Regions from separate parts of the Hordeum vulgare genome. Here regions 2 and 3 are each linked to region 1. The links are chromatin contacts, called in public Hi-C maps. All regions are on one chromosome and are shown on one strand. Each heading gives the region's core, a stretch centred on a gene start, on an enhancer-like site or on the middle of the called end of the contact. The rest is flanking DNA. Distances are from core to core; before and after follow the strand shown. Region 1 has its middle 220 kb from the start of LOC123440245. Region 2 holds the start of LOC123444395 (probable LIM domain-containing serine/threonine-protein kinase DDB_G0286997). Region 3 holds the start of LOC123440244.

Region 1 (3,020 bases), core at 257-2,756:
CTCGACCTCCCATGGTGCGCAGGGTGACGCGACCCCCCGAGCTCCTCCTGTCGCTGTGACGGCGACCCGCGGCGTCTCTCTGTCTACGACGGGCCCGCGGTGATCGGCTACGTTGGCGAGGTGCAGTGGCCTGCGCAGGCAGGGCCGTCGCGCGGCCACGACGCAGGAGGACATATTTCCACGACCGCTGGCGTCCACCCCTGGAGCCGTCGTCGTCGTCCTGGTCCCTCCCTTGGCCTCCCCACGGCATGCCACGACAACCCAAGTCCGCGACAGGGACACGCTGCAGGCGCGGTTGCCGCTCGGGCCTCTGGCCATCCTCCACCCCCATCATCCAGGAGGCAGAGGCCACCGCCGGGAACGGCTTGCCGTCGTCGTCCGAGTCTGATGACGGGATCCCGCTCTGGCCGGAGTGGGAGGAGCGGGGTGATGGCGGCGTCTAGTCCTCCACTCGGTCCACGTGGATAAGCATCTCGTAGTCAGCGGTGGCCGGTGGCGGTGCGACCCTCCTGTCGGGCGGGGAGAAGCCTTCCATCTCCTCGATGCGCCCCGCGCCTCGCGGCAGCACCCCGAGCGTGTGCTTGGTGGGGATGTTCGCGAAATCTTTCGTCCACACCCAGCAGGCAAAGGTCTTGGTGTGGCCGCGCTCGAGAGTCCTGCTGTCGAGGCGGTCCACCCTCACCCTCTTCCCGAGGATCTCATCCGCCCCGTCGACCGACCAAAACTGCATCGGGACCTTCTCGATGACGACGCGGACGTGGAGCAGGAGGGCGTCGAAAGAAGCATGGTCATGCTCATGCTAGGAAGCAATGTTGAAGACGGCGCCGTCGACCCTCATGGACCCACGCCGCACGGCATTGACTTGATGCGTCGGCTGGGTGAAGATGACGAAGAAGTGCTCCGGGTGGTGCGTCGTGACTCGGAGCGAGTGCACCGGGACGGAGAGCTGCGCCTCTAAGGCTCTCCCCACCACCACGGGTGACGAGGCATTGACCCCGTCGGTGGCAGAGAGAGTGACGGCGTGGCTTCGAAGAAAAAATACCGCCTGGTCCACCGCCGAGGAGGGGATGGTCACCGAGCAGCTCTCCGTGGGGCGACGCACGGGATCGACGTGCTGGAGCATGGCATGTGCCATCGAGGCCGTGGCGAGGGCAGGTGGTGGAGGGAAGCGGATATGGGCGTGTAGCGGCTGCTCTGGTGGTGCCGGCCCCAACCTGCTTCTAGCCGAGCCAATCCTATCGCTAACTCGAGAATTCTGCGGGCAGAGCCTGCCTATGTGCCCAGCCCGCCGGCAGATGATGGAGTGCACCGGATCTCTATAGTCGGCTAGACAGCGGCGTGTGCTCAAGCAGCGAAAACAGCGGCCACGGAAATGGGTTAAGAAGAGCGCGCGCCGCCTGTCTGCATTTAAACCTCCGTCGCGGGCAGGCCGGTGCGCTCCCGGGTGCAGGTGAGAGACCGGGGGGGGGGGGGGGGGGGGGGGGGCAGCAGTAGCGCAGCGTTGTTTCTGGTGACTCCCTCGGTCCAGCCTCTGTCTAGCCCGAAAGGGCAAGCCGGGACTCCGGGGATGGGGATGGGGCGACGACGATTGATCTCAGACGAGGCGGCAGAGGCAACGCGGGATCCACTGGCCTGATGGACGGAGCGTCCGACGTTGACGCGCGCCTCGGGGAGCGCGGGGTCTGCGCCGGGACCGCGGGGCTATCTGGTGTCAGCCCTGGAGTCTCGGACGAACTGGTGGACAACAGCATCGGTCTCGACGCCCCCGAGCCGGAGCATCCCCCTAAGCAGGTTTCGCGGCGAGGGTGCCGGATCTAGAGATGGTCGCGGCGAGGGCTCCCGTGACGGACCGACAGGCTAAAGGCCGCGCGTGCAGTTGAAGCGAAGACCCGGCGCGGGACTGGTGGATCTAGCCGGTGACCGGCGGGCCATTAAAGCCGGTGGGTGGCCGCCGCGGCCGGAGTGGCCCGCGGCGCGAGGGAGGGAGGAGCTAGCTAGCTATCCGCGTGAGAGGAGACTGTGGAGGGGGATGAAGGGGGCGCACGCGGAGTGTCATGCGTTCATGCACCGGCACCAAGACACCAACTCGTTCTACATTTTCGTATAGAGGGAGTAGTTGATAGTCTGTTAATTCCCAGAGTATCAAAAGATGTTTTACATTTTGGTATAGAGGGAGTAGTTGATAATCTACTAATTCCCATAATCGAGACTCGAGAACTAGAATTAGGCTTCGATTTCGTGCACGAGAGAACTTCTGCTGAACCACAGCTGACGACCTGACGTCTTTTAGGTGACGCTATCTACTGTTCAATATCTTGCCCACGTGCATGGCCGAGGGCCGAGAGCGATCTCTCGACCGTGTCAACGGCTGACCATTCGTTGATTAATTTAGATTGTCAGAAACACCACGGTGGTAACTGGTAAAGCCATATGCCGACATCAATTAACAAAGTTCGGCTGTTTTGGATTTTCTTGACTTGGACTTTTGACCTGTTGTCACCACAGGCGAATTCGCTAAGCGACCTATGCCTGTCGTTTATCATCACACGTGAGTACTTCCTCTGTTAAACTTTTGGGTAATGCTATGCGCCGACGCGATCGTTCGGCCGGCCACGTCCGGGCCGTCTGATCCGTCAACTGTATACGAGCTGTGCCGTCAGATCTTCATGCATCAATTTTTTCTCCATGCAACAAATATCATTCACGATTCAGCAATTTTGTCAATGGTTGTAATAAAAAAATTGTAGCAAAAAAATATCTACGTGATCGTAGAAAAAAAACAAAGCTGATGATGCGTGGTAGCAAAACAAAAAAAAGGGTTGTAGCAAAACAATCCGATGAACTCGCGTTGTAACTCTGACGAACGTGTATGCAACTTTTTAACAAACGGTTGCAGCAAAAAATGATGTCGGTTATAGCAAAAAATAACACGGTTGTAGCAAAAATCAAACGCCGGTTGTAGCCAAAAAAAATTAACGAACTCGAGTTGCAACCAAACGTGGATGCAACTTTTTTAATGA
Region 2 (2,983 bases), core at 305-2,804, 300 kb after region 1:
TTCGTCGGAGGTGGAGATGGCGAGGCATTGAAGAGGCCGAGGGGCAAGACCAACTCCAAGGTGGACGACATATGTGATGCCGCATCCATGGCCTTGCATGAGACTTTGCATGGCATGATGTCTCAAAAGGACATGAGGGACGAGAAGAAGCGGCAAAGCAAGGACAAGCAAATGAAGCAATACCTGGAGCTTCAAAGGAAGAAGCTAGAGATGGAGGAGGCGGCCGAGAAGAGGAAGAACGACCTGGAGGAGGTGGCCCAGCAAAGGCAGCTCGACATCGAGGCCGCCAATGTCGAGGCCAGGAAGAGGCGGCTCGACATCGAGGCCACCAATGCCGCAACCAAAGCGAAGGAGGTGGCCCTTGCGATCATGAGCGTGGACTTGACGAAGATGAGCGAGAATACGGAGAGCTGGTTCGAGGCCAGGCAGAAGGAGATGTTCGACGCCGACGGCTTAAACTAGGTCGTCCGATCGGACGTGGCCGTTCTTTTTTGGAGGCTTGCATGGGTGCCGCCCGCTGGGCCGCTCGCTGTGTGCCGGCGAGAAACAGATTCATTTTGGAGGCTGGATGTGTTGCCGCCCGCTGGCTGTGTTGCCGGCGAACAAAACAATTCATTTTGAAGGCTGGCTGTGTTGCCGGCCGCTGGCTTTGTTGCCGGCAAGGACGTGTAGGCCGCTGACTGTGTTGCCGGCGTGATGAACTAGGCCGCTGGTATTTGAAGCGTTGTTCTTTTGAAGGCGGACAAGATAGGGCAAACGGACGCGGCCTCGCGCTGGGCGCGCGGCAAGCACATCCTAGGACAGGGCCGGACACGACCTCATCTTTCCACCCAAACGGATAGAATCCGAACAAAACGGACGTCAATTTAAGGTCGCGCGGTGAAGTTGGCGTTAGGCCCGGCACTATAGCATCTTTGTTGCGCTTGACAACAGAGGAAGATAACATAAGCACGGGCAATAAAGTGCAGCAGCGAAGCCAAGGTCACGATCAAATCTAGCGTGGCATTAGATAGAGATACGCTTGCATGGTTCTTTCTTTTTCGCGGTAGACCTGTGGTTTTCCGCGAGTTGCACTCGCACCCGATCCTTGGCCGTAGTGGCGCAGGAAGAGTTTGTAAGCCAAGAAAGTTTATGGTCGACACGTAAAAACGCAACAATCCACCGACATTTATATACAGCATATAATAACAAAACATACTCGAGACGAAACACCCCACGAACTGGCCGGGTCGTAGACGAATAGTACTATTCCGTAGAACCCTCCCTACACGGGATCCACGTGGACGCGGGAGTCCCGCGAAGGAAAGAATCTCAATCTCCGGAATACAATAACCTCGCGCGTCAAATCTCACCAGAAACAAACAGCTTTGGATTAAATATTATACTACTACGTATTAGACAGATCCCAAAGTCGTCTCTCATGATTGACCCGTAAACAAAGAAAGAAGGAAAAAAGAAAGAAGGAAAGAAAGAAAAGAATTGTATTTCGGGGAGCCAGTCCCACACCGCCCCAGAGCCGCCCGGCACGTAGCGCCCTGCCCTATTTATTTTACAGCGCATGAAGGGCAGAGCAGAGAGGATTCTTCCGCCTTTCTTTCCTCAGGTTCGTTCCTTCACGCGCCGCCCGGCAGGAAAAGAGGAGAAAGGAGGAGGAGGAGGGGAGGCCCCCGCACAGCTGCCGGATTCGTTCGGTGAGCGATCGCAACGTCCCCGTGCCCCCGTCGCAACATTCTCTTCCCCCTCCCGGCAAATTCCGACGCTCCACCCACGTCCAGCACCGGCCGGGAGGATTCGTTCGGTGGCGCCTTTTCCCGGCCCCGATTCCCTCCTCCCCCCCTCCCCGCCTTAATTAACCACCACGCACAGCTTTCATCCATCGCACGTCTTCCCTCCCTGCATCCACGTTCTTGGGCCGGCCGGCCGCCTACTCCCCGGCGCAGGCGGGCGGGGCAGATAGATAGATTCGGGTGTTCTTCCTTCCCGCCGGGTAAGCGGCCGTGACTCTTCCTCTTGGTTTCCGATTGGGAGGGGCAAGGGCAGCTCCTTTTGGATTTGGATACCGGTTGCGTCGCGCTGCGTGGCGTCAGGGGACGGACGAACCGGCGCCGAATTCCGAGGTTTCCCGATTGCTTCTTCCTGCCTCCCCCACCCCTTTTCCCGCATGTGATGTGATTGTTCTCGCACGCCTCTGTTTTTCCTGCCTGCACGGTTCCTCGTTCCAATTTGATCCCTCCTTCTTCTCCTCTCATTTTTCTTCTTCTTCTTCTTGCGTTCGGAAACCGCGGTTGCTTTGACCAATCGTGGCTTTCAAAAGGCCGCGTGTATCGATCTCACGAGTGTTTGCTTTTGAATCGATTCAGGGGCGCGTGAATTCGGAGCAATCCAGGGATGCCATAAGGAGAACCGGGGGAGCAAATGTGGCGTCTCTTCAACGAGCTGTGGGACGTTTTAGGATCCGGGTTTTTCTCGTCGAGGTTCCTATAAGACCAAAGTCATCATCTTTAACTCGCCTCTCCCGTCGCATCGAATCCATCGCATAGGGGAATCTGGTCGACATGGACGACGAGGATTACTCGTGGGTGCGGCGGACGAGGTTCTCCCACTCGGTCGTCCGCTCCAACTCCGGCAGGGAGCAGTTCGGCGCCTTCGTCGAGCAGTTCAACCGCGGCGCCGCGCTCAAGCAGAACAAGGGCTCCGACTCGGGCTTCAAGCTCCACGGCATGAACTTCGAGCCCCGGGCCAGAGCCTCCGCCGCCGCCAACGCGACGGCGACTCCTCCCTCCATTCCGAGGACAAGGTCGCTGAGTGCCCAACCCAAGACGGAGCTCAGCAGCATGCAGACGCATCACGAGAAGCCCACCGATGATGGTCACCCGTCGCGGCCACCACTGGCCAACAACTCCTCGAACGGAATGAGGGGCGGCACCAACCTCTTCGTCGACGTCTGCTGCGAGCCCGAGGTTCAGGACCCGAGCGAGGGCGA
Region 3 (2,947 bases), core at 287-2,786, 320 kb after region 1:
CATGCACTGCTTGGCGGCGGCGCACATGGCCTTGACGACGCCGCGCAGCCGGTCGGCGCGGCCGACGTACGCCTCCGGCAGCGCCGCCACCAGCGCGCGGTACCCGGCGCCGGCGCGCGCCACCTCGAACTCGGCCCGGAAGCTCGGCTCCACCACCACCCTCACCGCCTTGCCGCTCCTCGTCTGCAGCACCACGTCCACGTAGCTGTGCTCGCCTGAAGGAAGAAAAACGTCAGCTTCGGTCGACGCCGAACTTCGCGGGCGGTTCGGTTTGGCATGATGAGTCGTTCTGTCGTGCAGGTGCAGGTCTCGGCAGCCATTAAACGTGGTGTAATACGAACACTAACATCTGCACGACGGGTTCGTGTCACGGGCGGTCAGGAAATAATGGAGACGGTGACCGGTGCCTGCCTGACATTTACTTGGAACCGTCTGTTTCTTTAGGCGTAGGATGGATGACCAGACCAGGTCCATGTGATGTGAGGCGGGTGACATTATAGAATTGACAAGTTACTAAAGCTCATCTTTCCTACCCAGTTTTTAACGGAAAAAAATTCTACTATGGTTAGTAAGCGAATATGGTTCTGTGATTAAATTAAACCCTATATAAACGGCAGAACAAAACGAAGAATGCTTCGTCAGAAGGATCAAAACACGGATCCCTCCGATCGGCACGGCGGGTCAGACGACCTAAGGCCACACCACACGGTTCAGGCCAACCGTGCATGCGCTTTTCTGCTGGAACTGACAGCTCTTTCATTAAACTAATTATTATTACGCCGTCTGAACTGAAGATTAGTACTGTACTCCAGGAGGAGCCAACTACTGTGGCTCGAAAGCAACCAATTACCTGAGGGGATATCCAGGGACCGCGCCCACTTGGACCTGCAGATGGCGCCGTTGTACCCGGCGTCGCGGAGCCGCTCGACGGCGTGCCGCAGCATGCAGCTCCGGCAGTCGCCGGCCGCCGCCCGCCTCGCGCAGGAGCAGACGGCCCTCTTCCCCACGGCCTCCTCCGTGACCGCCCGGATCCTGCCCTCGGCCGCGCTGGTCTTGCCCAAAGCCTCCTGCAAGCAAACATGGCGTCCCTCCCATCAGCACCCGCTTGCGATCGAACTCTTGGGCTCTTGGCTGGTCGGCGACGAACAGGGACACTCGGGCAGAAGAAGTGGATACCCAACGGAGGAGAAGAACTCACGTGAAGCTGGGAGTGCTGGGCGCGCCAGAATGCCTTGCTCTCGGCGGATCCCTCCTCGTCCTCCTCCTCGTCGTCGTTCTCCGGCCATCTCTCCGTCTCTCCCTCCTCCAGGAAGCTCAGCACCATGTTCGACAGGCTCATGTCGCCATCCATCGCCTCTTCCACAACCATTGTGACTTTGTGAGTGTGTGTCCGTGTGTGTGTTTTGGACTTGTGATCTCTTGGCTCTGGCTGCTTGATCGCCGCGAGCTGGGGGTGTGATGTGATCCTTTCTCTGTGTGCTGCTCAGGGCTCAGCTGCTGGCTCGACGGAGCTGTGATCCGACTCCTTCCAGCCCGGGGCGGCTATAAATATGGGTCGCCGGGAGTGTCGGGCGGACGTGGAGAATGGGCAGCGGTGAAGCTGGGTGGTGGTACTGTTGGGGTGGGGCCCCTGATGAAGATGAGACGATTGGAGGCTGGATTAGTGGGGCCTGGTTGTTGGTTGGCGCACGGGAACAGCACGGATCCACGTCAGGGACCAGCCCGGATTCTTTGCGCGCGACGTCGAGCCGTTTCGTCCGTAATGCTTGGCAATGGCAAGTATTTTCGGGATACCACGCTTGCCAATGGTTTTCATGGTTTGCTCATGATACAATGAGAAGGTATAGATACCGCGGTCACCATGCATTTCAAGAAAAGAAAATGGCAAACGCCGCCGTCAAGAGAATCAACTTTCCGACGCCATTTACCGGTGGCTCTCCTCCGTCGGCGACGTTTTGGTCATCGGTCGTGAGGAAAGTCGCCGGATCTTTTTTGCTTTAGGTTTTAGGACCCTAATAGCTTACTTTTTTGGGTCGTACGATGTCATGGCTTTGGCGGCAATGACAATGACGATGCTGAATAAAGAAGCTCCGAATTCTTCTTCGACGAGGCGATCGTCTGTGTGATCGCCGACGGATTTACGAATCGGTCTGTTCAAGCGGGGATATCGTGGCGACGACGACATCCTTATGGTGGACCTGTGTCCTCGAGCTCCGTCGTTTCGACGGCGTCTGCTCCAGCGTCAACGCAGAGGTTGGAAGGTAGTCCAAGAGTGATTCAGAATTTTGTGTGCATTGACAATATCTGAAAGAATGAACATGTGATAGGTTCGTGGTTAATGGATGGAGGTGTTCAAGAGGCATGGCCTGGGTAATGGGTTATGCCCTTTGTGTAATGTCATGGAAAAAGGGTCACACATCCTCTTCTCCTGCACTCCGGCTAGATTGCTTTGGACGTTTATTCGTGAGGCCCTTGAGCCTCAGTGCATGGCATATGATTTGGTTGACTTCTTGCAGGTCAAAGCGATGCAGATTGGCAGTCATAAACGTCTCTTCTGACTGATTTTTGCTGCTCTGACATTGACTCGTTGGACCACGCAAAATAGGATGGTGATTGAGAAGATCTTCTTACGTCGTGCTTCTGGCGCTTTCTTTAAATTTCTTGTGTTCCTGCAATACTAACACATGTTGGCTAGGTCGAGGGATCAGTCGCGCCTTGACCGGATGTTGGATGCTCTTCAGGCTATGGCATGTCGCCTTGCCTATCCGGCCTCCCATGGATGACTTGATCACTTGGTGGCTTTTTTATGACTTATTTTCTGGTTTTCTGGATGTGTTTGTGTTGTGGCACCGGCAGACCGTGGCATTTGTTGTAGTACTCCTGATTGTAAACTTGATGCGTTATTTATAAAAGCGAAGCAAAAGCCTATTTCGAAAGGGAGAAAACG

The links. Hi-C and Micro-C count contacts between places; a contact is called where the count stands out from the background.
Region 2: a contact with region 1 is called in a Hi-C map of leaf, with 5 times the contacts expected there. The contact joins the promoter of LOC123444395 here to the enhancer-like site in region 1. A contact is called at or near these places in 1 of 6 Hi-C or Micro-C datasets (leaf) and 1 of 1 datasets of contacts at active chromatin or transcription factors (embryo).
Region 3: a Hi-C map of seedling shows a contact between it and region 1, with 2.3 times the contacts expected there. The contact joins the promoter of LOC123440244 here to the enhancer-like site in region 1. A contact is called at or near these places in 2 of 6 Hi-C or Micro-C datasets (leaf and seedling) and 1 of 1 datasets of contacts at active chromatin or transcription factors (embryo).

The regions. Positions count from the first base shown.
Region 1 is chr3H:484,019,622-484,022,641 of MorexV3_pseudomolecules_assembly, reverse strand. No RefSeq gene overlaps it. Among protein-coding and RNA genes, the nearest start is that of LOC123440245, 220 kb to the left of the region's middle. Within about 2 kb of position 1,506, at least 2 of the 3 cell types and tissues checked have open chromatin away from gene starts, as enhancers often do. A contact at or near this core is called in leaf and seedling, where this site is marked.
Region 2 is chr3H:483,724,677-483,727,659 of MorexV3_pseudomolecules_assembly, reverse strand. LOC123444395 (probable LIM domain-containing serine/threonine-protein kinase DDB_G0286997) reads left to right here and starts at 1,554. Exons shown (of 4, transcript XM_045121094.1): 1 at 1,554-1,691; 2 at 2,361-2,983. The coding sequence starts at 2,556.
Region 3 is chr3H:483,702,719-483,705,665 of MorexV3_pseudomolecules_assembly, reverse strand. It overlaps LOC123440244, which reads right to left and starts at 1,536. Exons shown (of 3, transcript XM_045116824.1): 1 at 1,199-1,536; 2 at 851-1,067; 3 at 1-215. The coding sequence starts at 1,369.